Regions from separate parts of the Mus musculus genome. Here all the other regions are linked to region 1. The links are chromatin contacts, called in public Hi-C, HiCAR-type and promoter capture Hi-C maps. All regions are on one chromosome and are shown on one strand. Each heading gives the region's core, a stretch centred on a gene start, on an enhancer-like site or on the middle of the called end of the contact. The rest is flanking DNA. Distances are from core to core; before and after follow the strand shown. Region 1 holds the start of Clpx (caseinolytic mitochondrial matrix peptidase chaperone subunit). Region 2 holds the start of Map2k1 (mitogen-activated protein kinase kinase 1). Region 3 holds the start of Fbxl22 (F-box and leucine-rich repeat protein 22). Region 4 holds the start of Aph1b (aph1 homolog B, gamma secretase subunit). Region 5 holds the start of Herc1 (HECT and RLD domain containing E3 ubiquitin protein ligase family member 1). Region 6 holds the start of Zwilch (zwilch kinetochore protein). Region 7 holds the start of Usp3 (ubiquitin specific peptidase 3).

Region 1 (3,891 bases), core at 334-2,833:
ACCCTAGGTCCAGGGGATTCAACAGGCACACTTGTGATGCACTCACATTCATGCAGGCAAAATGTTCCTATGCATGAAGCAAAGATTTTTAAAAAATGTGTGTGAAGCCGGGAGTGGTGGAACACGCCTTTAATCCCAGCACTTGGGAGGCAGAGGCAGGCGGATTTCTGAGTTCGAGGCCAGCCTGGTCTACAGAGTGAGTTCTAGGACAGCCAGGGCTACACAGAGAAACCCTGTCTCGAAAAAACAAAAACAAAAAAACCCATAACTTCTCTTTTTGGGCGGGAGAAGCCAGAGACAGCCCTCTTGGTTTGCTCACAGCATCCATGGAGGGAGAGCTTCTGAGAGAGTCTAAGAACACAGTTGGAAAGCAACATACTGAGAGGACTTGAGTCTCTCCTCACAACTGTATTCCTGGATGCAGCTGAAGAAGGAGTGGGTCTTAGTGAAGAAAGACAAGAATTCTCTTTCATCTCTGAAACTTTACCATGAGGTGTTACCACGAGTCAGCTCTCTAAGAAAGAACCCTGTAGTAGTATGAACCACCTGGAATTCCCCTTCTGTGAGCTAGACCCGGGGAACTGGAAGTCACTTTTCTGGCTGGAGATTGACGCTGGTTAATGTAAGTGAACTGGTGTTGATCCTGGCTTAATTCTCTTTCCTCACAGTTTCTGTCTAAAGGTTCCAGCAGGGTGTGGTACAACTCGGTAGTCTCATCTAGAGGTGGGAGCACAGGCATCAGATGTTCAGAGCCATTTTCAGCTACAGAACAAGTTCCAGGCCACCTAGCAATTTGGCGGCTAGAGTTGATGATATATATATAATTACTCTGGCATAAATTCCAAACCAAACCCAAATAAAACCCATATGGTGTTAGAGGCAGTACTCTTAAATTCGAGGTCAGCCTGGTCTACAGAGGGAGTTCTTGGACAGCCAAGGTTACACAGACAAACCCTCGCTCAGAAAACCAAAACAAAAATCCACACAGGCAACTAGCCCCGACTGAAAACTTTATCATCACAAAGCTTGAAAGAGCAAGGAAAGCTAGCTCTATCCAGCTTGTTGCTCGGAGTGGGAGTGGGATTAGGAGACCATTTCCATGCTGCAAATGAAACGAAACAGCGAACATAAAGGAAGCCAGGATATAGAGTCCATGAAGGAAGGAACTTGCCGAAGTGCAAGCGCCTGGTAGTTACTGTCTGTTTATAATTATTATGTGGGATTATGGTCTTTACCACTGAATTACATTCTTAGTTTTCGGATCACTTAAAAAAGATCCTCACCTTTTTGCGCTTTTATTTCCCCTGCTCCTAAGAAGCGTAGGGTCAACTCCCGACACGGCGCGTGTCTCTTTGGGTCTAAAACTTTTTAACATCCGAATAAAGAGACTTCCCGAGAAATTAGGCGACCGCAAAATTTTGGGTTCGCCGCTTGCCGTAGCGCGCTCATTGGTGCCCAGGTTACCGCCCCATTCTCTGGAATCACGTTAGTCTCCACGCATGCGCAGCGTAAACTCACGCCTCCTCCTGGGTCTAGGACGCAAGCGCGCGCACGCTCCCCGGCCGGGGTGGGCGGGGAATGGGGGAGAGTAGGGAGGGAGGGGAGGAGGGGAGGAGCCTACTCCGGTGAGTAGAAGGCGGTGGGACGCTGGGATCGTCCAGGCCTGGCTGCCTGGTGGGGAAAACGCTGCGCCAGCATAGAACCGACGGAAGGGAGCGGAGCCAGTCAGCGGAACACTCGCGCGACACGATCGGGTCGCTGAGCCCCCTCGATCCTCAGGGCGCGAAGCCCTGGCCTAGGCCCCGCGGAGATGTCCAGTTGCGGCGCTTGTACCTGCGGCGCTGCGGCCGCCCGGCTTCTCACCACTTCGCTCACCTCCGCGCAGAGAGGTAACGAAGTAGTCCCGAGCCGGTGCCCGCTCTGGGCTCTCGGCGAGTGAACCTGTGGGGATCCCGGGGGGAGAGGAGGGCTTGAAGGCTGCGAGGCGCTACGAGCCTCTGGAGTACCTGGCTGTCGGATTGGAAGGAAACCCGGTGGGCTATCGCTGGCCTGTGAGCTCTCGGGCCTTCGGAGTTTGGGGGCTGGAATGAGGCCATCTCGCCTCAACTCAGGGAGAACAACCGAGTGCGACGCAACACTCGTTAAAAGTGTCCCCCGTGCAGCCCTTCTTGGGGCCTGTCACTTTTGGGGAGTCTGTGCCCGGTTGTCGGGCTAGTCGCCTGGACCGGCAGCGCAAGGGTGTCACTGACATTGTGCGGTCTCGGGGACGACAAGACGTAAACACAGCTCGCTGGCCTTCCAGATATTTGGGAAACTTGGGGTCCCAAGATATTTGGGAAACTTGGGGTCCCAAGAAAGCAGCGGGGAGGTGGGGCGAAAACGACCGCTGGAATTCCTGAAATACTTAAATTTAGCAACAGTCATTCGCCCGCTTCCCCAGCTTGACAGCTGGGATCAGCCTCTAAGAGTGGAGTGGCTCTTGTTTACTTTGCTTCTCTATTCATCAGGACCTGTGACAGAGTGCACACCTGCCAAGAGATTCCGGGAATGAAACCCGTTTTTCTTTCCCACAAGTCTATGCATATCAGATTGTAAGGCTAGGTCTTGTTAGGCTCTGAACTTACAGATGTCTTTTCATGACGATCCTTGGATCAATAAAAGCAGTTTTCCTTTTTTTTTTTTTTTTGACTAATTCTAAAATCATCATTGTCTACTAACTGTATAATTGGCAGTTTATAATACACATGAAATGGAGTAACATAGGCGGAAGCATTTAGTATTGACACGTAAGTGTAAGATTTAGTCTTAAAACATTGCCACACCTCAAGTAGGTGTCCCAGTTCCAGAGGTTTGATTTGTAAACACTGGAAAGAAACATAATTTTAATGTATTGTTTGACCTACATTCGTTGAGGGCTTAAGGTATTACAGTTTGGTACTAGGGGTATTAAATTCATCATGTTTAAATTTGGTTGACAACAGCATTAAAAAGGGTACGTGTTTTAGACAGGAGGAGTTCTTGATAAGATTTAGTCAAAGAATTCTAGCTTCAGCCCGGAGGTTATAGCACATGACTTTAGTTCCGGCAGTCTTTAGGCAGGGGCAAGCCAGGTCTCTGGAACTCTGTACACCAGTCTTGGCCTTGGATTCAGATTAAAGGCCTGTGCCACCACGCCCAGCTGATGTATATATTTTTTAAATGGACTTGACAAATGGGTTAGAAAGATAGCTCAGCAAATAAAAGTATTTGCTGCCCAGTCTGACAACCTGACTTCAACCCTGGGCCTATAAGGTAGAAAGAGAGATAGAGTCCTGTAAGTAGTAAAGAGCGGACAGACAGACTTTTTGTTTGTTTGTTTGTTTGTTTCAAGGCAGGGTTTCTCTGTGTAGCCCTGGCTGTCCTGGAACTCACTCTGTAGACCAGGCTGGCCTCTGCCTCCCAAGTGCTGGGACTAAAGGCGTGCGCCACCACTGCCAAGCTAGATTATTTGTAAAGTTTTGTAGATCCTTAGTTCAAAATGAAGAATCCAGGTAGGATCTGGGACTCAAGGCCAACATCAGCTGCATAGAGAGTTCACATTAGTCTGGATGACATGAAAACCTGTCTCAGAAAACAAAAAGTTAGGTATGGTGTTGGCTCATGCTAATAACCTCCACACTTTGGAGGGTTGCCATGGTATTTAAGCCAGTCTGTGCTATAAAGTGAGAGCTTATCACCCAAAAGAAAAAAAATCATTTAAATATGTTATATATAATATATATACATATATATATTAAAAGCTGAATAAGTTGTGACTGGAGATACTGCTCCAAAGAGAACTGACTGCTCTTCCAGAGAACCTAAGTGCAATTCGCAGTACCTGTATGGTAACTCACACCATCTTTACACTTC
Region 2 (3,759 bases), core at 1,034-3,533, 1.0 Mb before region 1:
TAAGGGTTGGAAAGATGGCCCAGCAGTTTGAAAACTTAAGAGCCCTTACTGTTTCTGCAGGTGACAGGGGACTACAGTTCAGTTTCCAGCACTCATGGCTCACAACTAGCTCCAACGAATCCAGGGAATCTTGATAGCTCTGGCCTCCAAGGGCACCTCACTCATGTGCACATACCCATGCAGACAAACATACACATGTATCATTAAAAATAATATAATTTACACCCAACCATTGGACTGAAGTCGGGAACCCTTATGGTTGAATTAGGCAAAAAATTAAAGAAGCTGAAGGGGAGAGCAACCCCATAGGAAGACCTGCAGTCTCAACTAACCCAGACCCCAGGGAGCACCCGAACACCGAGCCACCAACCAGGAGCATACACCGGCTGGTCCGAGGTCCCTGGCACATATATAACAGAGAACTGCCTGGTCTGGTCTCAGGAGGAGAGAATGAGCTTAATCCTGGAAAGAGACTTAAGGTTCCAGGGAAGGGGGGGCACTCTCAGAGGCGAGGAGGAGGAATGTGATGAGGAACTGTGGGAGGGGAGACTGAAGGGGGCAACAACTGGAATGTAAATAAATAAAATAATAAAAAAATTTAAAAATAATATGATTAAAAAAAAAAAAAAAGCTTGTGCTAATTCTATGCCAGTCTGGGTTACACATATAGACCCTACCCATCCCACTCCATTGTCTCACAAAAATATTTGTCCTGAAAAGAGTTGCTGAAGAATACCTTACCTTGAAAGAGGGGAGGGGGACTTGCAGTCTGTTTTACAGGGGGTAAACTGCTGTACATACACACTGAACAAATGCTAATTATGCTGCTCAAAGACATATGTTACAAATCCAACGTCAAGGGCAATGTCAAGGACCTAAAGAAAAGATGTGTTTGAAGCAAGTCTTAATAATCTGGCTATGCTCACACAAATCCACCACTACCAGCCCTGCCATTGATACTACTGCAGGTATCAATGACAGTAACCATACCAACAGGTCCTGAGTTATTAAAATCTAGGGAAAGGAGGGAGGGGGGTTACAATAATCTCCAAAGGACAGAATGCCTGAAGCTACTTTCATTTTATCAGATACCTCTCAAGTCTCCTGACCTCAGGGAAAGATGAAGAAGAAACCCAACAGGTGGGCTCAGAAACCCACCTTATGAAATAAACTCTTATCTGTCTGTAAGCAACACTGGCCCCTGCAGATACCGAGCAACCTTTGGCTTTGTTTCCCTGGTCATCGTTCTTATGCCTCAAGTCAATTTCCGGCTCCCGGTCAACTAAGCAAAGCTGGGAGAATAACCGGTGAGGGGATGAACTGTTGCATGAACGGACAGATGAAGAGAGACTCCTCCCTCGAGCAAGGTACTTCTCAAGAAAAAGGCCACGGATGAGGGAGTCCCCAAAGTGAACCAGGGAAAAGCCATGGGGAAATCTGTGAACACACGCCCCCGCTGGCCAGGCGATCAACCGGCCACAAGGCCCCACAGGTGTCAGGCACCAAAAGTAAATGGGGCTCACCCATCCCAAGTCCACACTCAGACCCCGAGGAGGTCTCAAAGGTTAATGAGAAGCGACCTGAATTTGCTCTGCGTCTTGTTACAGGCCAGAATCCCAGAGTATGCCCTTTAGGCAATAGCTAGGGGGGGACGCATTAGGTTTCGTTTTCTTGGGCGAAGATTGATGTCGGTGGCCAGGGACGACAGACACTGTTGGGAAAGAGGGGGATCGGGACTTGTAGGGTGCACGGTCGATGTGAGTCAGGCACCCAATCAGTGCTTAGTCACTGATAGCCCGGCGGCCGGAGTTCCTCGCCCCCCGCCAGCCGGGCCGTACGTGACGAAGCCTCGCCTGGCGGTGGCGGCCTCCCGGCCACTCCCGGTACTCACTCGGCCGAGCTGGTCCCGTTAACCGCCGAGCCATCGGGGGCCGGGTTCAGCTGGATGGGCGTCGGCTTCTTCTTGGGCATCTTGCAGCCGGGAAAGAGCCTGCAACTCAGCAGGGAGCGCGCGGCCGCTTCTCGCTTCCTCCCTCGGCTCTGCCCAGAGTCGGGGCGGCTCGATCAACGCCGCGCTCCTGGGACCCTCCGCCCAACCCACGCGGAGAACCAGCTGCGCGCGCTCGCCGGCCGGGAACTCTCGCCTCAGCACACCGGTTCCTCGGGCTCGGACGGCTCCCTGCGCACTACCCACAGCTCAGCTACAGCCCCAGCTTGGAGAAAGTGCGGCCACCGCTGCTCCGGCGCTCCGAGACGCCGCGCACAGACGTCCCAGTGAGGGACTGGAGGGTGAGGGAGGGGCGGGGAAACGAGCAGGCCCCGCCCCCACGGGGGCTGCAGCGCTTCCCTCACGCCCGCCTGACTCCGCCCCCGTCGCTTCGCCGACAGCCAATGGGGACTAGCCTCAGAGGCAGATGACGCGGAAATACGTCACGGGAGGCGCGGCGCATTGGCTTGGGGCGGAGTTAAAGGGAGGCTTTCCGGGCGCCCTCTGCTGACCAGCGGTATCCAGGTGGCTGCTGTACGAGGTTCTTGCACGCAGGTCATCTTGCCTTTGAGTGGGGCTGCTTGGCCTATTTATCTCAACTCTTCTCCTCCCTTGGGCTGGGTCATTTTGACCCAGACAAAAGTACAAAATAAATAAGAAAAGGACCCCTTTTCGTGTCCTGAGGCCAAGCGGAATTGAGTAAGAGCAAACTAAATTGAACAAAAGCCAGGAGTGCACATTTTTAATTCCAGTACAAGAGGCAGAGGCAGGCTGATGTGTACGCATTCGAAGCCAGCTTGGTCTACACAGCCAGGGATACATTGTGAGACCCAGTCTCAAAATAAAAGAAAACTTGTCAAGAGACTCCTTAAACTAAACTGACATGATTTTTCTATTTTAATTCTACTAAAATGGAGGTACACAGCTGAGAACTCCGTGCTGCAGAGGTGGTAAATTAGTGAAGCCTATTTTGAGAGCAGATTGAAGTCTAATTAATGGGGTCAGCCGACCTAAATGTATCCAATCTCATATCCTCTTTTTCGTTTTCTAAGCCTTTTGGCAAAGTCAAGTTTGGAGTAGCCTGGACAGCTAGCGCAGAAGTTGAGGGTGTTTCTTGCTTTAACAGGACTCTAGTTGGGTTCCCTGCATTCGTGTTTGGGCAGCTCACAACCACCTGTAACTTCCAGCTGTAGTGGATACCATGCCTCTGGCCTCTGAGGGTACATGTACTCTTGTGTACATACCCAAACACACACAAACATCATTAAAAATAAAGTCAGGCACACACTTTTAATCCCAGCACTCGGTAGGCAGAAACAGGTGGAAATCCCTAGTTGGAGACTAACCTGGTCTACAGAGTGAGTTCCAAGACAGCCAGGACTACACAGAGAAACCCTGTCGTGAAAAACTAAAATGGCTGATGAGATGGCTCAGTGGGTAAGAGCACCCGACTGCTCTTCCAAAGGTCCTGAGTTCAAATCCCAGCAACCACATGGTGGCTCATAACCATCTGTAACGAGATCTGACTCCCTCTTCTGGAGTATCTGAAGACAGCTACAGTGTACTTACATATAATAAATGAATAATCTTAAAAAAAAGAAAAATTAAAATGATGATAATAATAAATCAGATAAATCTTTTTTTTTTAATCACCAGGACATAAATAGGTATTGAGGGGCATGCACTGACCAAACGGAGGCAGGAGGATCAGAAGGCTACCTAGCAAGTTCCTCCTCTACCTAGCAAGTTTCAGACCTAACCTGGGCCACATG
Region 3 (4,031 bases), core at 475-2,974, 1.2 Mb after region 1:
CTGGCCTTAAGGTTTAGACTGAAACCCAACTAAGGCAGAAGAATTCAGAACAGCTGACTCTCTTACACCCCCAGCTCATTTTACCTTTCTCAAATTACTGTCACTCCATCCTCTGGTCCTGTGATACAGATTTTCTCATTTTGCAGAGAAAGGTATGAGGTGGGCGTTTAAACATTTGGTCTGAGGTCAGTTATACAATATCAGAACTGGAAACTCAATACCTTTGCACTTTCTTTGACACTGGGGACAGGTGCTTAGCAGATCCTGTAAAAATCGAATCTTGCTGGTTTCAGGGATTAAACCTGGTTATCTTCCAGCAAGAATGAACCACTGTGGGATTGTAACACACAAACACACACACACTCTGCCCATAACCTTGCAGCCTAGTGAAACCCATCAAAATGGCCTTGCCTGGTCTTGTCAGAGCCAAGCCCAAATCCAACTTGGGAAGAGAACAAGTGAAAGGCAGGCCCCTGTAATTACTTTCTGTGGTGAGGCCAGCCCACAGTGGTACTAACCCTAGATGGCAGCAGCTAGCAACCACCCATGCTTCTTAGCTAGCAGGGAGCTCTTTCTCCTCAGCAGCTGGCACAGCCATGTTGGCCATAGCTTCCCTGCACAGGAAGGTGTGACTGACCCATTTTGTGGCTCAGCCTGTGCAAGGGATTGGGGGGAGGAGGGAGGGATGTGTGGCATCAAAAGATCAAATAGGGGATTTTTCAGGGCATCCCCTATTACGGTTTATCTCAAATTCAAATATAACTGGGTGGTGTGTATCTTACTTGCTAAGATCTGGCAGTCCTACACTGGCACAGCACACTATGTCTCAGAGTATCCCTTATGCCCTGACAGTTGAAATCCATCCCTGAGTGCTGTGCAGGACAAGTGTGTTCCCCAGAGGAGACGCTCACTGCTACTTTGCATAGGCTTTGCTTCAGCTTACCTGAGCACCCTAGCTCTCCTTCCTTAGCAGCAGTTCTCAGGCCTCGGTAACTGCATTCTTGTTTGAGGAATGGTGTTTATTTTTGGCCAAATTAGAGGCCTGAGCCAACTGATGCCTTTGGGAGCCTGACCTTGAAAATCCAGGCTCAGCTGAACCCAACCAGGCCTTAATGGCTGCCAGTGAAGACAGCTGCTCCAAGGAGCCGCTGAACCCAGCTGAACTCAACTTCATTTGCCACAGCAGCATTTTTAGGAGCTGAGAGTGAGCCGATTTAACCCAACTCTTTGGGCACTGGTTGTCTGCCTTGGTCTCAATCTGAGCCATATTGCTCTTGGAATGTGTGCTTCCCAGCCCTCCCTGGAGCCAGGGCCAACAAAGCCACAGTGCTCAGGGGCAAGGTGGCCTACCTGTTGCACACCTGCAGGAGGAAATCATTAACCAGGCTCTCGTGCTGGCTGCAGATGCTCCTCTGGAGGGCGCTCTTGAGCCAGTCCTCGATGCTGCACACCTGCACACGGCTGGAATGCCAACAGATGGACAGGCTGCGCAGCGCAGGGCTCAGCCGGAAGTTGTCTTTCTTGAGCTCTGCGAGAGAATGGAAGTGCAGCAGGGGCCAGAGGGTGGGGTCCTCAAACACATCTCGGAGCTGGGAGCAAGTCCTGGAGAGGCTCCTCCGGCTGTCCTTGTCCAGGAAGGAGAAGAGACACAGCAGACACTCCCGATTGAGCTGGGTTATGTGCATGGTGAGTGGTGGCCGCACGTGAATGCCCAGAAAGGGTCTGACCTGCCTCCTGCTTCCTCCCCAGATCAGGACTGGTGGACATATATGGTTGAGGAATGGTGTTTATTTTTGGCCAACAACTGGTGCTGAAGCTCGGGGTGGGGAGGGCGGGTGTCAGGATCCAGACTTACTCGAAGCCATCTGTGGTTCGGCTTATGTTCAGAGGGCCTGAAAGTCCTGGCAGAAGAGCAGCCCATTGAAGTTACAAGTTTTCCTTAAAAGGGATTTCTTTTCCTCTGAGCTGATAAGTGTTGAGCACAGGGCTCTTGGCTTTTACTAAGGTGTTTTCATTGGAGGTAATTAGCGACAACAGCCCTTCCTGGGCTTGCAGCCTTTCTCCTAGCAGGACAGTGAGTATTAGCTGTTAGGTATCAGAGTGTGTCGGTGCGGCTCCTCTGCTCACCCTTGCTAGGAAGAGGTCATTTTTACCATGCCCCAAACTGTGAGTGGAATCTGAGGATCATGCTTGGTACTTTAGCTCAGGACACTAATGGCTACCTTGCAAAGATGAGCTATCTTTAAACCCCAATGGCAAGGCCCAAATGGCTCCATTTTTACCCTAAACTGTCATAAGATTCATCTGAAATGTTATTTTAAAAGCTAGCACGTGTGTGTGAGACAGACAGACTGGTGCATGTGTTCTTTTTCGTGGGTGATTTGCAGAGTTTCATTATCTGTCCTAGATAGCATTCCCCAATATGTGAGGGTGGGCAGTTTCTATTTTTGAACACTTAATTGAAGTGTAAATAACTGGAAGTGAACTGCAAGTCTGATGGGTTTCAATGCTTGCACACAGCCCCCAGCTGCCCTGCTTTTTAGGAAGCTGTGCTGCAGATCTGGAAGTATGAAGCTGCTCTAAGTGCATACAACTTGGTGGAAACCTAAGACTACTACAGCTTCCCCTGAAAGAACTCCACAGAACCCCTTAATGACTACTCCCCTTTCCTCCTGCCCATGTAGGCTACAAGACTGGCCCCTGATGGCTGTTGCTCTGCCATTTCTTCTTCCTTCCTCTCCTCCTCCTCTTTTTTTTTTTTTTTTTTTTTTTTGGCTTTTTGAGACAGGGTTTCTCTGTATATCCCTGGCTGTCCTGGAACTCACTTTGTAGACCAGGCTGGCCTCGAACTCAGAAATCCGCCTGCCTCTGCCTCCTGAGTGCTGGAACTAAAGGCGAGCGCCACCACTGCCCGGCTTGCTCTGCCTGGAAACAATCCACAGAAGAGCCCAGCTGGTGAGGCGGGACTAGGATGTGATTCGTCTGCAGCCAGAATGAATGGTAACGTGCACAATGACATCTTGGCATCATACAGACTACTAAGTCTTAATGGCCAATGATCTTGGCATGGCCACCACTCCCTTGAGGGCTACTGCCCAGTGGTGACAGTCACACACACATGTGCCTCCTCTTTCCTGTGCTGTGGCATCTTCTCGGGGCTGTCAGAAGACCCATGCTCTGGAAACAGTTCCTACCTGAGCCTTTCCAAAGCCTGGGCAAGAGGTGACTTCAGCAGTTGGAGGACCATGAGAGAGTTTAGGGGACGGTAGAGGTTACAATGGGTTAAACATATAAAGTAAACCAAAGAAGTGAAATAAATCTGAGCAGGTACCACAGGTGTGACACACGACACTCAACCAGGGCCAGCGCATATGACTGGTTTAATTACATCATCTGCCACTACACACTGAGTAGAATACAGTGGATAAGCTTAGAGTTCTCCACCATGGAGAGACTTGTGTTGCCACAAACTGTTTCTATCCCCACCTGTGTGGGAGGACTTGGAGTTTCCTGTTGCCATGGGCTGACAGGACAGGATATGCATGAGGCCCTGCCTCAGCATACGCTCTGAGCAAAAGTTGCATGCAGGTTAGAACACACGTGGGAAAGCCCTAGACAGTACAGAGAGAAGCCTGTAACCGGTGCAGTAAGGCTAGATTTAAAACAAATAGGCACATGTACTTCATCATGGGTGTTCAGATGGGCACTGCATATGGGTGCAGTCACTTTCTCAAAGAGTCTTCATGGTGTCACTCAGCCATTGCTGCTTAAGTAAAACCAAGCAATAAAGCTGCTACAAAAATTCCAGAGATGATTCATTCCCTTGTATGCCAAAGTGTTGCCTAATGACCACTCTCCCCACAGAGCGGCCCAGTCTGCTGCTGCTGCTCCACCTGGCTTGACAGTGCCAGCTCTGTGTGCGTACTGTGTAAGTCATTACAGTTGCCCAGTCAGAGGCAAAGATATAAATGCCAGAGGAGCCTGGATTAGTGGGAGCTGTGTGCAACGTTAGATGAGACTCATTTAGGCTT
Region 4 (4,063 bases), core at 204-2,703, 1.5 Mb after region 1:
TTGTAAATTTAAATATTCAATATTTTCAGGCTAAAATTGTAGCAATCACTAAATCGTAATTCAAGTCTAACTGGGAAAATAAAACAAACACTTAACTTACTTTAACAGCTTATAATATGCGAGCCTGAACAGCTCTTGGATACAGACAGAGAGCAACACTCCGAAGATGAGCAGGTAATTCTGTACTGGTCCATCTCTGTTGTCAGTAATGACTCTCACTAGGAACCAAAAAACGGATGACAGCAGGAGAGACACCAACCAGAAGAAAGCACTGGAACGTAGAAGGAAAAAAAAAATCACAAGTTAACAGAAGCACAGGCTTAATAATGACTTTAAATCAAACCTGCTTGAGCTACAAATCATTTTTAGTAAACAATCCTCACAAAGTGATGTTTTAGATCAGAATTTTTTTTTTCTCCTAGTGAGACAAATAGTCCAAGAGGAACGTCAGATGTGCTTAACAAGAACGATTCAGTGACCCTGTCGCGTGCACGCTAGGGCACTATCTGTCAAGGACTAAGAGGCACTTGGTTGCTGACTATTTTTCCTAAGAGATGCTTTGTGTGCTATAGAAATATACAACCAGTGACAGTTGCAAATTTCATATCCTCAAAATTCACCAGAAAATATAAGTTTAATGGTTAGATATTGTCAAGTGTCTTTTTCTAAAAGAAAATGAATACCTAACGCCTGCATTAATATAATGGAAAGTTCAGAAGCTGCAAACTTCGGGCAGGTGCAGCGAGACCAAGACCACGTTCACCAGCAGAGTTCCGGTATTTACCAAGCTCCCAGGAGGACATGCCGCCTGGTCAGTTGTTACTGTGTTTTCTCGAACTTTCCTCCTTGACTGCACCCAAACCATTACCCAGGAGTCTACAAAGAAAATCTGAGCCTGAATAGTCTGCACAGACATTCTGAGTCCGAGGATTGATGTGAGGGTGGGGGGCAGGGAATAAACATCTGATCTCCAGGTGACTTTAATGGCAGAGAGTAGTGATAACGACTCTTCGATGCTGCTCAGCACTGAGGGAAATGAGAGATTCCTACAGAAAGACAAAGGCTTCATGCAGGAATCTATCTGCTTGTTCCCACACTCAGCCAACAGAAGCCAAGGGGCGCCTGCTTAGCCTACGGGCCTGCTCTTCTCAGACCCTCCCAGGAACAGTTCCAGCCCTGGACCGCACCACAAGCTGGAGCCCCTGGGAGATGGGGATCCCGGGGTCGTGGGAACCCAGGAGAGGGAGGGAACCCGCGGCGTCCGGGACACAGCGCAGCCTCACCCGGCGATGAGGAAGATGACTCGCAAAGGGTCGGTGGCGATGGTGAAGACATAAAGAGCGAGCGCGGGCCCGAAGGCGATGAAGGCGCAACCAAAGAACACCGCAGCCGTCATGACGACCTCGGGAGCCAGTCGCGGGGGCCCGAGGGCCCTGCAGTGCCCAATGGACAGCGGGTCCTGGATACGGGGCGGGGCTGGGTGGCGAGGCTCCGGTGCTCCGTCAGAGCAGTGGACGAGGCGGAGCCCGTGAGGCGGGGTCTGGAGATGCCGAGGGCGGGACGGGGCTCGAGAGGCGGAGCCTTCGGTGCCCTAGTCAAAGAGGCAACAGGAGGGAGCTTCGGGAGGCCAGGCCTGGAAGAGTTCCATAGCCTATCAGAGTGGACGGCAGAGCGAGGGTTGGCATGCAGGACCTCGAGGTCCTCTAGTCACACGGGACAAGGCAGGGTTCGGGAGTTGGGGCCTGAGCTGCTCCTTGGCCTGTAAAAGCGGGTTGCTGGGCGGAGCTCGGCAGGGGACTCGAGGTGCTCCGAGGGCAGAGGAGGGGCGTGGCTTCGGAGCACAGATCCTGTCAGAACAGGGAACGGAGGTCGGAAGGCGGAGAGCCTGGAGGAGTCCCACGCCCAGTCAAACCGGAGCCAGGTCGGAGCCTGGGAGGCGGGGCTTTGAGTCGCTCCCAGACCTGTCAGCGCCTGCAGAGCGAGCTCAGAGCGCCGCCCTACTCCAGCCAGAGCAAGCTCAGAGTGCCGCCCTACTCCAGCCAAAGCGAGCCGAAGTTCTGGAGACCTGGTAATGTAGTGGGCGGGGCTCCGAGGTGTTATAAGTGTAGTCAGAGTCAGCCGCTCCAGACATTAGGCCTAGGGTTTGTCCCTGCTCAGTTACTGATGGAGTTTTGTTCATCACCTTGAGCCCCACTGTTCCTAGGCTTAGCTTTTATACCTGGATTACATGCTGATGGAGAAAGAATATAGAGGTGAAAGCTGTAATACTTGACATATATATTACAAAACCTGATGCATAGAGAAATGCCAGAATCCATGTAAAAAACACATAGAATTCTTCCCACCCAGAGAGCAGCCTTTCCCGGTCACATATCAGTAGGGCTATGAAGGGTTATGCCAGATGAAGAGGTTTCTGGTCATCACAAACCAGAGAAAATTCCAGAGCAACCAGCAGAATCTTCATCTTCCTAGTTCTTGTCTTCCCTCATCTCCAGAAGTTAGAAGTGGGTCAGTTGTTAGAAATAAACTGACTTGACTTCACTCTTTAATTAGGTTCACTCTAATAAGGTTCTTTTAGCCCGATGAGTGGAAAACTAATTATTGTTCTTTAAGAGACCTTGGTGAAATGTTTACGGTCCTAGGTGTTAGGGATAGTGTGTTTGATCTTGTGTCATTTATGAGTGGGTTTGCTTTTAAATGAAGCTTAGGTTGAACTGGATGAACCTAGTACATAGACGGGCAGAGTCCACATGCAGCATTGCTAGGACAACAACATTTTTCTATTCTCCTATGCCTTGTTCCTATCTACTTATTAACACCAAGTATGCTGAAGTTACTTTTATTAATATAATATTTTCAATAATTTGAACATATATACAATGTATTTTGGTCATATTTATCCTCTTTCCAGATTCACCTCCATCCCCTACCTGCTCCCAACTTCATGTGTTCTTTTTTTTCTCTTAAATTACACACTGAGTCTGAGTCTAATTTGTATTGCTCATGTACGTCTGGCTGTAGGGACATCCATTAGAGTGTGGTCTACCTCCCAGAAGCCATGCCCTCGAGGAAAGCTGACTCTCTCTGAAAAGCCAAGCTGTCAATCGCTTCCCAGTCAGTGTTTGCATCTTATGAACTTCTTCCTACTCTGCGCTAGAATATTGACGAGCTTCATCTTGTGTAGGCAAACAGGGCTGCTCTAGGTTTGTGAATGCATTTTTTTTTTTTAATGAATGCATTGGTCCTGCCAAATCTAGAAGACACTGTTTGCTTTGCTCCACCCTGGCCTCTGGCTCAGACCATTTTTTTTAAGATTTATTTATTTTATGTGAGTACACTGTAGCCATCTTCAGATACACCAAAAGAGGGTGTCTGATCCCATTACAGATGGTTGTGAGCCACATGGTTGCTGGGAATTGAACTCAAGACCTCTAGAAGAATAATCCGTGCTCTCAACCAGTGAGCCATCTCTCCAGCCCAGGCTCTTACAATCTTTATACCATACCATCACTTCTATGATGTTCCCTGAGTTGTGTAAGGGGGCGTGATACAGATGCCTCATTTGTGTGTGTGCATCCCGCAGTCTCTTTTCTTCCATTCTTTGACCTGTTGTGACATACCACATTGAGTTTGGTCAGCTTTCACATGTTGTGCACTTACAGAGATCATCCATCTGTATCTTGGCATCTTTATTGATTGATCAAAAACCAGTTGGGGACAAGGGCCTTTAGCATTTGGACACACAGACTCCCAATTGAATCAAAGCATTAGAACCAATCTCCAACAGATTGTTTATCTTCAGAGATCTCAGCCAGCCCATCACTGGTCCACAAATACCTAATAAGATCTCTGGGGTAGAGAAGTTGGGGCTGAGGCTATAGACAGATATCTTGTACTTTTGAACTCCCAGCCATGTCTGTGTGACTGTGACGTGGCCAGTGTATTCTCTGTCTCAGTTTCTTTACAAGAGGATACATAGAAAAAGATCTTTGCTATATCTAGGTTTAAATATGATTTAAATTTGGGACAAGAGAGTTGCTCACATTAGCAGAGTCTGCTACTA
Region 5 (4,275 bases), core at 1,023-3,522, 1.1 Mb after region 1:
GTACTGACAGTTCTTTTAGAGGACCCAGGTTTGATTCCCAGCACCTACGTTGTGGCCCATACAGTGGTGGGTAATGTCAGTTCCCAGGGGTCTAGTCCCATCTTTTGGCTGTTGTGGACACTGCATGCAGGTGGCACACAGGCATGTATACAGGCAAAACACTTTACACAAAAGATAAAAATAATAAGTGAAAATTTAAAAAGTAGTTGAGTGCTGTTGGACTCAATTATATTTAGTTCTTTGCATATATCTCCTAGGGAGGAAGCTAAATAGAGGGCAAGAGAGGAAATGTCTTTTTTTTAAAAAAAGATTTATTATTTTTAAATGATATCTATGTGTATATGTGCATATCTGTATGGGGGTATGCACATGTGAATGTAGCTGCTTGCTAAGGCCAGAGGTGTCAGATCTCTCTGGAGCTGGAGTTCCAGGCAGTTGGGAGCCTCCTGATATAGGTGCTGGGAACAGAACTCAGGTCTGCAAGGCAGTGAGTGGGAGAGGGAGAGAGTGGGAGAATGGGAGAGGAGAGAGAGAGAGGGAAAAGAGGGAGAGAGAGAGAGGAGAGAGAGAGGGAGGGAGGGAGAGAGAGAGAGAGCACGCAAAATGTCTGGATTCTATAGGGAGAAGCCTCTGGGGGAAGGGCAACCCAGCCCCTGGGCTGCAAAGCTCACATTTGGGGGCAGGGTATGACAGGTCGGAACTGAGGGATGCAGGGAGAATCAGGAGGCCAGGTCTGCTTTGATATGAAAAATATGCACCTCAGTCCCTTCTCCCCAGGACCAAAACCAAACACCTGAGACCATAAAAAGCACTAGCAACAATGTCATCACTCCATGCTAATCTGCCTCTCATACCTAGACTAGAACACACATCTTATACATAGAAGTTTATATGCACCATTAGAAGTTCTATTTAGTGATTATCTCATTATCTATACTCCTCTAAGGAGGAACCCTGTCATAATAACTAATATTCTAAATGAACAGATTAGGAACTGAGGTCCAGGGAAGCCAAGCAAGCCATTCCAAGTCACACACAAAGCTGAGAGTAGCTTTTGTCTTAGGCTAAATTTGTATGATACACATTTCCAATTGAACCAAAGGGGAGGAACTCAGTATGTGGACCAAACTGGCCTCAAGCTCACAGAGATTGCCACCCCACCCAGCTGCTTATACCATGTATGTTTATGTCTTTAGCACAAGAATTTTTTAAAAAGATTTTATTTATAACGTCCCCCCTTCCCCAAAAGCCTTTAGTCCCAGCACTCTGGAGCAGAATCAGGAAAAAGCCTGGTCTTCAGAGAGTTCCAGGACAGCCAGGGCGATGCAGAGAAACCCTGTCTTGAAAACAAAAACAAATTCATGTGTATGTGTGGGTATGTTAACGCGAGTGCAGGTTCTTGTAGCGTTCAGAAGTGAGTGTTGAAGTTACAAGTGGTTTTGGACATCCTGAAGTGAAGTGAAGCCAAGTCACTCTGTAAGAGATAGCCCTCTTAACCGCTCTCTCTCCAGAAAAACCTTTTGCTGAAGGTGGCTACAGTGGTGAGATTGGGAGTCCTTAAGTACAGAGGCATTCAACAATATCAATTCAACATTTGAGCGCCTACATCTATGCTAGACGTTGGGCTAGATGACCAAGTTAGTGTTCTTCCTCAGAGTGCATCACTGTATAGGTCAGGGTCAAGACCTGTACTAAAGGTCAATCCTCCCGTGTTCCTCAGACAGGGCAGAAGTTGGTCAACTTAAACACTTGCTTGGGCGTAAACTTAACCAGCCACAAGGTTAAGGGCAGACTGTGATGGGAGATAAAGGGAGTAGAGCGCCCGGCAAGCAGCCGAGATAAAGGGGTGTGGCCGGCCGCAGCTTTTTCTCTCGGTCCTCGGCAGCCCCGAGGCCTCGGCAGCATTCGGACCCCGATCCTCTTGCAGACTGTCCCGTACTCATCCTGAACACATCCACGCTCGCCTGATCCTTCAGCGCCCTTTGTGAAATGCCCCCAATTGATAGTTCCCTACGGGCACACGTGACTCCGCGAGGACCCAGCGGTTAAGAGACATGGGGCGGTAGAGTGTCCCCAGTACCCTCACAGGAAGGGTCTCCCGGCCGGCGATGTACTCATCGCTTTCCCATCACTGCCTAAGCCGGCATCTTCTCTCCCTTTTCCTCTCAGGTTGCCTCCCACCTCCCGCGCGAGGCCCGGAGGAGGCAGGACCAGCGCTTCTGATCTCGCGAGAGTTCCCTCATAAGTCCCGCGAGACTCGCCTGCCGCTGCCGCTGCCGCCGTCGCTGCCGCCGCTGCCGCCGCCGCCTCTTACGTCTTTCCCTTTGACAAGTCGCCGCCGCTGCAGCAAAAATATAAAGGACGCGGCTAGCGCGGCCGCTGGCCAGCCGGGTGCCGGGTGCTGGAGCCGCACCCCATCGCCGCCAGCTCCCGACCCACGTACGGTAGGTAACACGTTCTCTTTCGCCATCGTGACCTCCCGAGTGTGTGATCGGCTGGCCCGGCCGAGCCGCTCGGGGCCGTTCCGGGGCCGCCCGCCGAGCGGGACTGCTGGCTCCGGGTGGACGGCGGGCGGAGGCCCGAGGAACCCCTGGCCCCCTGGAAGCCTGTTGGAAGCCGAGCCACCTGCCGGAGGGAGGGACCCGCCCCTGAATAAGCTTGCAGTCTGCGCCCCTCAGCGCCTCAGGGGTCGCGTCTGTGACCTTCTCCCCTTTATCCGCTATCGAGCGCGTCTCTCTTAGCTGGGACTGGGACTGGGGAGCGGCTCTCCCATCTCTTCCTCTTGAGGAGAGTCGCGACTCCGGTGCTCCCTGTCGCCGGCCGACTTCGGAGGGGTGGAGGTTGAGACCGTGCGTCTTTCTCCTCGTCTGCGCTTTTGGGTGGGGGCTGCTCATCCTTTCGGTAAACCTTTCTCTGAATCTCTCTTCGGATAAAATAACAATTTCTAAAGCCCTTGCTACCTGGAGCGGAGACGAGGCGACAGTTGTGTAGTCTCCAGGGTGAGAGGTGGATGGTGGTGATGACAGGAGCTAACCCTGGGAACAGTGATGGGTGGCAGGTTCCCAGGAGACACGAGGACAGAAGCTTGGTACCTACCTCTCCCAGGAGGTTATGTAAAGACGCGATGTATGTATGTATGTATGTATGTATGTACTATGCATGCATGTGTATGGTAGCTGTGAAGCACAGGGACAAAAATCTCCATTTGCGTTAGTTTTAAAAATGTGTGTAATACCTTGAAGGTGTATAGGTAATCAAGAGTGATAAATTCCAACGAATTAATAACCCATCTCCAGAGATAGCATTTCACTGTTAATATTTTGATATATTTCTAACAGACTCTTTTGTTTTTTAAGAGTACCTAGCTTGTCCTTGAATGGTACTTCCTTATTTTATGTATGTTCCCAAAATGATTTGTTTTATTTGAACCATTCCTTTGGCCCACTTGATTAAGCCGGGTTACTTGTTCATTATCATTGGCTGTTCCCAGCCGTCACCATATTTCATTGTGTCTTCTTTCAAAATGATTGTTGCTCAAATAGCTTTAAAAGTCAAACCTTAACATTGTTCTTTTTGGATATAATATCTGAGTTATTTTTATAGTTTTTCTTTTTTTGTGTGATGAGTCCTCTAAATCGGGCCGGTGTTTATATAAAGAAAAGAAAAATTAATTGCGATGAGGAGAAAGTAAGCTTCAAAGTTTTTAAAAAATTGATGGTGATGTGCCTTTGATTATATGTTTACATACCTGTGTGTTTATACAAGCAAAAGTGAATGTCCCGAGTGCTCGTATTATGCATAAATGCACGTGTCAATGCATGCTTGTCCTCTGCACTTGTAAATCTGTATATTTTAGAAATAGGTTAAAATATTTTGTCATGTAGTTTGAGAAAAAAAAACAGCATAATGTAGGACAAAGAACAGTCAATTATATTTTTCCCAAATCACATGACCGGATTGTATGGCAGGTTGGAAGCCTGGCATCTTTCAAAAGGAGGATAGATTATCAGTTGTCATTGAAATGGATGGCCTTTTAAGGCCTCTTGGAATCAGCAACTTGTATGAATTTTGCTTTCCCTAAGGTTCTTATCACTTTGCTTCTTAAATTTCTGGTCTTGCCAGTTCCTTTCAACATGGATGCATTGATTTGCTGGTTATGTATTTTCTCTGTGCAGTCGTGCTGGTGGTATATGGAGGAGAAGCAAATGCATCACATAGTCGTCTCATTAATGTAAACATGTGAAAATATTTTATTTAAATGGATAACGCATTGAA
Region 6 (4,271 bases), core at 1,371-3,870, 1.1 Mb before region 1:
GCTGGAGTTGTGGAGAGCTGTGGATCACCAGAAGTCACCACAGCTGGAGTTGTGTGGAGAGCTGTGGATCACTAGAAGTGCTGCTCTTCACTGCTCAGCTGCTTCATAAGGCATTTAGTAGTGATCTCAAAGTACACAAATTATAAAACACTGGCCGACTCAAATAAATTACCAAAATGTATTGCCAGCCTGAGCTATAGGGAAAGTAGCTCTAGTTACTGAAAGAGCCCAACAGTTATATCAGAATAGTTCGCATCTTTTGATCTGATACTTGACCTAATTGATCTAGAAACAAAAAACAAGCCTGATAGGTCAACTTTTGTTATATTGCACAAGACTCTTTACTATATTTATTTAAGCATGTATGTATGTGTGGTATGTGTGTATTTGTCAAGGTCAGAGAACAATATGTGAGATATTTTCTCTTTCCACTATGTGGGCCCCATGCCATGTTTGGTGGCTACTGAACCATCTCTCTGGCCCAAGATATTGCTTGGTTATTCAGCAATTGTTTATCAAACACTCTAGCTAGTTCCTGGGGATAGCAAACAAAACTAGTCTTGAATGAATGTAGAGTAAACTACCAGTTATAGGGTACTGAGAACTCTGAGAGGACAGGAACTGTGAATCACTTGTAACATTTCAGAGACATGATTATGGCCCAAAACAGAACACTGGAGATGGGCAAGAACGAGACTTGTCTAGCATGCACAAGACCCCCACCTCTGATCCTCAGCGAAGAATTAAAACAACAGAAGTGGCTGGGAGTCTGGGAAAGATGAAAAGAAAGAAGCTGGCTGGTCTTTTAAGTTTAGGACTCTTAACTTGAAGAATTCTGGAGTTAAATGCCACATCGGCAAGAATGGTAATTTCTTCCTAGGTTTGTGGTGAAGCCCTGGAGATCACCAAGAAACTTCAGTAGGCACGGAGAGGGATACAGTAAGTGAAAACTTCTAGAGTTTATGCATGGAAAGATGAAAACATCCAGGAAAGAATTAGTAAGCATAAAGGATCTAAATAAATTTGTATCAATGGAGGTGATAAAACAGACATAAAACAACCATAGAAGCTGAGAACATAACTCGGGAATAACAGTGCTTGCCTAAAATGTGTGAAGCCATTTCCAGAACCTCAAAAGCTGGGCATAATGGTACATGCCTGTAAGGACAGCACATTGGACACCGGGCCACGATGTTTACAAGTCCAAACTCAGAGATCTTGGGTTTAAAACAATAAAGTACTTAACACCATGGCAAAATACCACAACAGTTAAAAACAACTCAAGTTCCTGAGCTCAAAGACATTAGCTTCTTTAAAAACATCAGTTTTGTTGGGCGTGGTGGCTCATGCTTTTATTCGTAGCACTAGGGAGGCAGAGGCAGGTGAATTTCTGAGTTCAAGGCCAGCCTGGTCTACAGAGTGAGTTCCAGGACAACCAGTGCTACACAGAGAAACCCTGTCTCAAAAAAAAAAAAAACAAAAAAAAACAAACACAACACAACAACAAAAACCCAACCACTAAAACCCACTAGTTTTAGCTGGGCAGTGGTGGCTCCCGCCTTTGACCCCCAGCACTCTGAGGGCTGAGGCGGCCGGATCTCTGAGTTCCAGGCCAGCCTACTCTACAGATTGAGTTCCAAGACAGACAGGGTTACACAGAGACACTATTTTTTTTTTTTTTTTTTTTTTTTTTGATTTTTCGAGACAGGGTTTCTCTGTATAGCTCTGGCTGTCCTGGAACTCACTCTCTAGACCAGGCTGGCCTCGAACTTCGCCTGCCTCTGCCTCCCGAGTGCTGGGATTAAAGGCGTGCGCCACCACGCCGGGCTCTGAAACTATCTTAAAAAACAAAAGCACATTAGTTCTTTTCCTGTAGTAGTGAAAAATTATTACTGCTTTTGTAAACAGGAGGGGCAATAATGGCAGTTAAAAATGATAGCATTTAGAGACTAATGGGCTATACCCAACTAGCAACACCTTGCACCTAGAATTAAAGTTTTTTGTCTTCACATCAGGCCTACGAAATCAAAAATCTCAGAGGCTGAGCCAGTCAATGTATATTTTGGCAACCCTGTGGGTGATTCTGATGTGAGTCGCTGACTTAGATTTTCACACAGGATGTAGAAGTTGACAGAATTTCACTGAGGGAACACAGTGAATTTGTGGCACGGCTCACGCCTCTCATCTCGGCATCAGGAGGCTGCCGAGGAGGGTCGATGCGGATTCTGTCCGTTTCTGAGCTTGAGGCCCGATGACATCTAGCTCTCTGTGTCCCAGGAGCCTCTACTTAGAAGCGTGTACATCAGTCCAATCCGTACACTGCTTTGCCATCTTGCCTCCCTTGGGTAAGCTCGGGTGTTTTCTCCGGAGGCCGGCAGTAGCCTAGGCCTCCGCAGAGCCCTGGCTGCCTCTCACATCCCAGGTCCAGGAAAGCCGGCAGCCAGCTGTGGCAAACACCACCGGCAGGGGAGGGACAAGTACCATCCCATTCCCCAACCACAACTCACTGCCGGAGACGAGCATAAAACTCCTCCGCCGCGCGGTTCATTCGCGACCACATACCGCCGTGGCCTCCGTCCATTGCTAAGAAGTTAAACTGAACTGCGCGCCCAGACAATGACGTCAGAGGCCATGACCCCGCCCCGCCGGAACTACTTCACGCTTTAAGTTCGGTTTGTACTCAACGCTAACACATTGCTTTAATTTAGTAGAGCATCCCCTCAATTTACTATTCCAAAAGTCTCCCATTTCTGTTAGGGGGGAAAAAATGGACTAAAAGAGATGTTATGATGAGGGTGGGCGGGATGAGGAGAAAGATAATTCTCGCGAGAGTTGTGACGAGTTACGAATTATTCCGCGAAAAAGAGTCCCTCCTTTCTAATCACTCTTTTTAACTTTAAAAAAAATGAATACATAATTTTAACACACGTCACGCAATAATATTACCTTTTGAAATTTTTACATGTAGCAGAAAGATAGATCGTGTCTCTAATTTGATTTTGATAAGGGGCAGGATGCGGAAGACGAGTGGAAGGATATATAGAGTACAAGTGACAAGTCTTTCCTTTTCCTGTGGGAGCAGCCGGGTAGAGAGGAGCGTGGCCTTCTCCTCTCCCCGTCATGGTGAGTGGAGGTCTTCTACACTGGGCTTCCCCCTGGTCTGGGGGGCGGCTATAGAGGAGGGCGAAGGTTCAGAACATGGAATCTGCAGAGAGGAGACGAGGGAAAGGAAACCTAGCACCTTTTCTGGCCGGAGCTGAGTTGTGGGCGCTGAGGCAGCCATCTTAGAGGCAACGTGGGCAACAGCGCCAGGTGGATGGTAGAGGAACCTTTGGGATCTTAGCTTTTCTTAGTTCTAAGCTTTGCTTAGTTCTAAGCAGGGTTGCTGGAAGCCGAGCGTTTTGATGCCAGAGACTTGTCAGGGGTTCGAGATCGTCCGATGACAACTCCGCACAGGCCGTGGCGGGTCATGTGCTTTCAGTCCGGAGAAATTGTCTTCAAAGAAAAGGGCTGAAGGATATCTGAATTTATGCTTTCCAGGAAGATTGCCTTCACCTCTTTAAGACAATTTCTGGAAATGCATGTCTTCGTTACTTTATATGATGTAATCTAGACCTTTGAATCTTAAGCGAGTTTTCAGTAGTAATTAGTATATTGTTTTACCACGAATGTTTATCTGTAGATGGATTAAGGTTGTTCTGACCACAGTAATTTGGAGACTGTTAGATTCATCGTTAAACCGACTAGATAGGTTGTCCTATTGTGAGACGACTTAAAGGGGGGTATAGTAGAAGAGATGGTATAGTATCTGGAAGGGCACATGGGAAATAGGTCAGACCTAAGTGCTGGTGGAATCCTCAGTTAAGAGTCTTTCAGAGTATCAAAACGTTTCTGAATTTGAAGGGGTCTGGAACATTGGATAAATGAGCAGGCCAGCTTTGCTGAAGTTGGTGAGGGTAGAATTAATTTAACATGTCCTCATTAAACAGTATCTATGAACAGTTTTTATAATGTTGCTTCCAAGTTTGTTTCTCATTAAAATTGATAGATTTTCAGGTTGTCCTTTTGCTGTAAAACTATTGAAATGATAAACCCAGTGGTGGTTTACTGTGTTGCTTGAATTTGGGGTCTCCTGCAAAGCAATACTTGCCTCAAACTGATTCCACAGATTGGCCTGTATATGGCCTCAAATATTGGGACTTTTACTTCTGTATTTACATATTTGTCTCCAGATATCAAGCTCTTGACATTTAATTATGGGATGAATGTGT
Region 7 (4,029 bases), core at 1,005-3,504, 1.3 Mb after region 1:
ATTTTAATGTGCTGAATTCCTCAAGAGGGGCTTCATTTGCTGTCTCTTTTCCCCAAAGTGGACTCCCTAACTGATGGAGGCAAGACTGACTCACAACAGGATACCTGCCACTTGCATAATTTTTTTAGATGCATGTGCACAGTGAAGCCATTTCTAAGTTTGATATAATTTTACATAGAAAAAAAATTAGGCTTGTATTGATACACCCATCTCGGAATCCCTGTAGTTGACTACAGATGAACAAGAAGTGCCCCATTCCTTGTGAGGTGTAAGCTTTTCCTAGTGAGAGGGTGTGTGTGTGTGTGTGTGTGTGTGTGACAAATCTCTCTTGAGAAAATTCAACTATAGCCCCACAGCTACAGCTAATGAACTAACAGACCACATGGACTGGCCTGTTGTTGGTAGTGTTATGTTCCAAGCTCAAGACTCACTGTTGAAGATGTATTTACAGGTAAGACCCATTCACACAAGTTCTGCACTCCCACAAAGAACTGCAATACTGGCCCAGAAGGGGTAGCACATGCCTATAATCCCAGCACTCCAAGGGCTGAGAGAGGAAAATTATAAATTCTAGGTCACCCTGGGCTATCATAGAAACCCAGTCTCACAAACCAAAGGAACTGCAATACTGTCCTGTGAAACCAATTAACTTATTAATCTTTAAAGGCTTCATGCAGAACAGAAGAAAGACACCTGACTTTACAAAGGTAAGCAAGACACCAAGTCTTGGAGCTCCAGAAAACTGCAGTTATTTCTATTCCTTATCCTGGAGGACAGTTTTCCTTGTGTTACCCCGTATATTTTGCTTCAAGAATATAATCCCCTTTGAAGAAGTAGTACGTCAAAAGTATTAAAGCAGTCCCTAAACTACCTTCCTAGCTCCAATCCAACCCAGGCTGAAAGACCACTCTGCTGAATCGTCCCACCGTCTTTTCAGCCTTGCAGATGAACTTGATTTCTGATGCACACGATTCACATTTTACACTACAGCCCAAGCTGCCAGTGATAATCTTAAAGCTCATAAACAAAGACCAGCGTCGGCACCAGGGCCCTACCAGGAAGTAATCAAAGCCGGGTGGCCCGTCCGACCTTAAGTCCCGGCAGACAATGAGAGGGCACCGGGGCTTCCAAGGAAGCAGAAGGAGTTAACGCTTAAGCAACTCGAAGGCATAACATAAACCTACGAAGTGTCTTACACGCACTCGGGAATTCCCAACGAAATCCCTGCCAACCCGAAAAACTGCCTCGGAACAATCTTCGAAAGGCAAAACAAAAAAAAACAAAAAAACCCAAAACACCCAACCTCGAGCCGCCCCTCCAAAGCAGCTGTTGGCTGCCTTCTCCGGAGCTTTCGGAGCCCGCAGCCTGTTTTCAAACTTCACCCTCACAGGCTGAAGAGAGACTCCGAGGTGAGCAGCCCCCAGCGCAGTCCGCTCAGGGGCTGCGGGGGAGGCAGGAGCCTGTGGGAACCCGAGGAAACGCAACCCAAAGGGGCTCGCGCGCCGGCAGTCCAGACAAAGCTGCGCCCGCAGAGCGGCGCTTTGCCTGTCCGGCCCACGGGGGACCGCGAGCCCGACCCCGCCACACGTGCGGCCGCGCGCGGAGCCGGCCCTTAGGTTCGCGGAGCCTTGGGGTGCGAGCCGCCGCGTCATCCCGCCGCTGCGCGCTCGCCTCAGGCCCCCGCGGGCCTCTCCTCAGCCGGCCCGGCCGTCGGGCCGCGCGAAACAAAGGAGCCGCCACCGCGCCCGCCGCGCCGCGCCGCGTCCCCTCGCCCCGCGCGCCGGGCCCGCTTGCTCCCCTCAGCCTCCCCCCCCCCCCAACGAGGCCGCGCGCTGCCCCGCACCCGCGGCCCTTCGACGGCAAGGCCCGGGCCAGAGCCGGGACCTCGGGTGCGCGGCCGGCCAGCCCCAGAGCCGCACTCACCGCTGCAGCACCAGGACGACGGGGAGCCGTTGGGGAACTTGGCTGAGTCCGGGGCGATGCAGACGCTGGAGCTGAGGTGCGGACACTCCATGGCCACGAGGACGGCGGCGGGGACAGCCGAGGCTCTGGGGCGGAGGGACTTCAGAGGCTCCGTCTGGGGTCGCTTCTGACCCGGCACTGGGCAGACGGCGGCTTCTGGGTCCCGAGCCTTTGCGTCAAAGAAAGCAAGGGCTTCCGGGCGCCGGGTTTTGCCATCCGCCGTCTCCCGGCGCCCCGCTCCGGAGAACGTGAAAATCCGGACTCCTGGTTCTGCCGCCGCCCAGGGACAGTAGGCTTCCGCCTTCTCCGGCGGCCCCGCCCACCCTGCTGGTTACGCCCCCAGGCCAGCCCGGGCCCCGCCCCCACACTAGTCAGTGGGCGGGGCATTGGTGCTCACCCAGTGCTAGCAGCTAGTGTAAAGTCCTACGGGGATGTGAAGTGACTTTCCGAAATCTGCCCCCGGCCGCTGCAGCCGATTCTTGGGAACCCGACAAGTGTGGGTACTCATCCGGGGCAGAGCGGTCGGGACCGCTGCTTCTACTGCAGTGAGTTGGCTACAACAGCGAGGTAGAATATGTGACCACACCGCAAAGAGTACGGAAAATGAAAACCACTCACACCGACGTGCATTGAAGCCCCATTTTACACAGGAAGAAACAGACTTTTGGGGCGTGGCCCTCGATGGCCCAGCCGGCTGCAAAGAGCCCAGAACAGTCCTGACTTTCGTGTTCTCCCGGTAGCAGGCGGGGTCCGGAACTGTTCTGAGTTCTGAACTCTGGCCTGAGTGTGTCACCGGGATACTGCACGGCTGGGCCCACCGGAACGCCTGTGTTCGGGGTCCACGCCATGCCGTTATGACTCACTGATATCTCCTGCCCATTGTGGGTATTTTCATACCTATACCTCTTGAAGTTGAACGAAATAATCCAGTTTGCTGTACAAGGTCGCGGGTGCTAGGTAATAAAAAGAGGCAGTGTAACATTTGTTAGAAGCCCACCTGGCTCCCAGCCAGGCACTTTGCATACCACACCTCATTTAATCCTCAAAACACCCTCTCAAGCTGCTGCTACGGTCCCCTTTTTAACAAAAAGTGAAACCAAGAGTATAATTTGCTTTAGGAAGATTGGACCCCCGCACCCCCCCCCCCCCCGCTTCAAATCTCTCTCTAGAAAGAAGTGAAGAAGACAGGAGGAGCGTCTAGAGGTAGAGAGCCTGCCACCTCACATTCTCTGCCTTGAGGATATCTGGGGCTCCCACAAATCTAGCCTCCAAAGTTGGGCTTTCTTTCTTTGTTTGGTTGGTGGTGTTTAACCTGGTAAAGGGGCTTCTTTCCTTCATCCCCTGACAAGCAAGTGGAGAGGGAAGAACAATGTGCCAATCCATGGGGCAGGAAAGGAAAGGTCAGGAAATGATTAACTGGCTGGGCCGGATAGTGGTTAGTTAGCACTGGGCACCTCCCTGAAGTGCACGCCTCTAGCACCCCTTAAGCCACTTCCGTACACCCCACTACTGCACCCTGTAGCCTTCTGCCTGATAGTGTCCACCCACCTAGGACATCTCTGCCCAGGGTGGTATTTCAGATTCCTCAGTCCAAGCAACTCTACCACTTCCCCAAGTTGTATATGATTGCTGTCAAAACAAGGCTTGGACGGGTTTTGATGGTGAGAAATTGTGGAAAGTTGTTCAGATCAGCTCTGGCAGGTACTTCATGGCAAACCTTAGCTAGTCCTCTCGACTCTTTTTCCTCGCCTATCCACTGGCAAAACAGTACTTATCTGTGTGAATTCCTAACCTGTAGTAATTAACAGATAAGGTTTGTTTTTCTTATTAAAAAAAAAAAAAAGGAGATGACTGCTTCCTTGGGACGAGAGAGGAGAATAAACAGTATCTGAACCCTATTCAGTCTCTTCCATCTATTTGTTTCACAAGTCTTTCTCAAGCAACCTTCTCAGAGTCCTCTGGGCACTGACCCTCATTCAGTGAACCCACAGCCCCTCATTCAGTGTGGAGCCTGACCCACGCTGTCTTTCCTACTAGTATGTAGTTCTTTTCAACCTCTGAGAAACG

What was found. Promoter capture Hi-C pulls out the DNA fragments that hold promoters and counts their contacts. Hi-C and Micro-C count contacts between places; a contact is called where the count stands out from the background. HiCAR-type assays count read pairs that join an accessible place to other places.
Region 2: a contact with region 1 is called in a promoter capture Hi-C map of pre-B cells, with 4 times the contacts expected there. The contact joins the promoter of Map2k1 here to the promoter of Clpx in region 1. A contact is called at or near these places in 3 of 39 promoter capture datasets (cranial neural crest, erythroid cells and pre-B cells).
Region 3: a HiCAR-type map of astrocytes shows a contact between it and region 1, with 5 times the contacts expected there. The contact joins the promoter of Fbxl22 here to the promoter of Clpx in region 1. A contact is called at or near these places in 1 of 39 promoter capture datasets (pre-B cells) and 1 of 115 datasets of contacts at active chromatin or transcription factors (astrocytes).
Region 4: a contact with region 1 is called in a promoter capture Hi-C map of erythroid cells, with 42 times the contacts expected there. The contact joins the promoter of Aph1b here to the promoter of Clpx in region 1. A contact is called at or near these places in 1 of 39 promoter capture datasets (erythroid cells) and 1 of 484 Hi-C or Micro-C datasets (CD8 T cells).
Region 5: a Hi-C map of B cells shows a contact between it and region 1, with 6 read pairs. The contact joins the promoter of Herc1 here to the promoter of Clpx in region 1. A contact is called at or near these places in 5 of 39 promoter capture datasets (cranial neural crest, erythroid cells, frontonasal cranial neural crest and 2 more) and 1 of 484 Hi-C or Micro-C datasets (B cells).
Region 6: a contact with region 1 is called in a promoter capture Hi-C map of erythroid cells, with 16 times the contacts expected there. The contact joins the promoter of Zwilch here to the promoter of Clpx in region 1. A contact is called at or near these places in 7 of 39 promoter capture datasets (3T3-L1-derived adipocytes, the HPC-7 cell line, cranial neural crest and 4 more), 1 of 115 datasets of contacts at active chromatin or transcription factors (large pre-B cells) and 2 of 9 other capture datasets (adipose tissue and liver).
Region 7: a contact with region 1 is called in a promoter capture Hi-C map of erythroid cells, with 14 times the contacts expected there. The contact joins the promoter of Usp3 here to the promoter of Clpx in region 1. A contact is called at or near these places in 4 of 39 promoter capture datasets (erythroid cells, hippocampal neurons, liver and 1 more).

What each region holds. Positions count from the first base shown.
Region 1 is chr9:65,292,677-65,296,567 of GRCm38.p6, forward strand. Clpx (caseinolytic mitochondrial matrix peptidase chaperone subunit) reads left to right here and starts at 1,584. Exons shown (of 14, transcript NM_011802.3): 1 at 1,584-1,889. The coding sequence starts at 1,811. It also overlaps the pseudogene Gm16218.
Region 2 is chr9:64,251,322-64,255,080 of GRCm38.p6, forward strand. Map2k1 (mitogen-activated protein kinase kinase 1) reads right to left here and starts at 2,284. Exons shown (of 11, transcript NM_008927.4): 1 at 1,892-2,284. The coding sequence starts at 1,971.
Region 3 is chr9:66,512,869-66,516,899 of GRCm38.p6, forward strand. It overlaps Fbxl22 (F-box and leucine-rich repeat protein 22), which reads right to left and starts at 1,725. Exons shown (of 2, transcript NM_175206.4): 1 at 1,351-1,725. The coding sequence starts at 1,685. Usp3 (ubiquitin specific peptidase 3) reads right to left here. Exons shown (of 15, transcript NM_144937.4): 15 at 1,771-4,031.
Region 4 is chr9:66,793,970-66,798,032 of GRCm38.p6, forward strand. It overlaps Aph1b (aph1 homolog B, gamma secretase subunit), which reads right to left and starts at 1,454. Exons shown (of 6, transcript NM_177583.4): 1 at 1,284-1,454; 2 at 101-271. The coding sequence starts at 1,396.
Region 5 is chr9:66,348,178-66,352,452 of GRCm38.p6, forward strand. Herc1 (HECT and RLD domain containing E3 ubiquitin protein ligase family member 1) reads left to right here and starts at 2,273. Exons shown (of 78, transcript NM_145617.3): 1 at 2,273-2,444. It overlaps Gm30447, which reads right to left. Exons shown (of 2, transcript XM_006511600.4): 1 at 2,444-4,275; 2 at 2,148-2,341. The coding sequence starts at 2,894. The coding sequence ends at 2,166.
Region 6 is chr9:64,170,311-64,174,581 of GRCm38.p6, forward strand. It overlaps Zwilch (zwilch kinetochore protein), which reads right to left and starts at 2,621. Exons shown (of 19, transcript NM_026507.4): 1 at 2,508-2,621. The coding sequence starts at 2,581. Rpl4 (ribosomal protein L4) reads left to right here and starts at 3,077. Exons shown (of 10, transcript NM_024212.4): 1 at 3,077-3,123. The coding sequence starts at 3,121.
Region 7 is chr9:66,590,861-66,594,889 of GRCm38.p6, forward strand. Usp3 (ubiquitin specific peptidase 3) reads right to left here and starts at 2,255. Exons shown (of 15, transcript NM_144937.4): 1 at 1,924-2,255. The coding sequence starts at 2,014.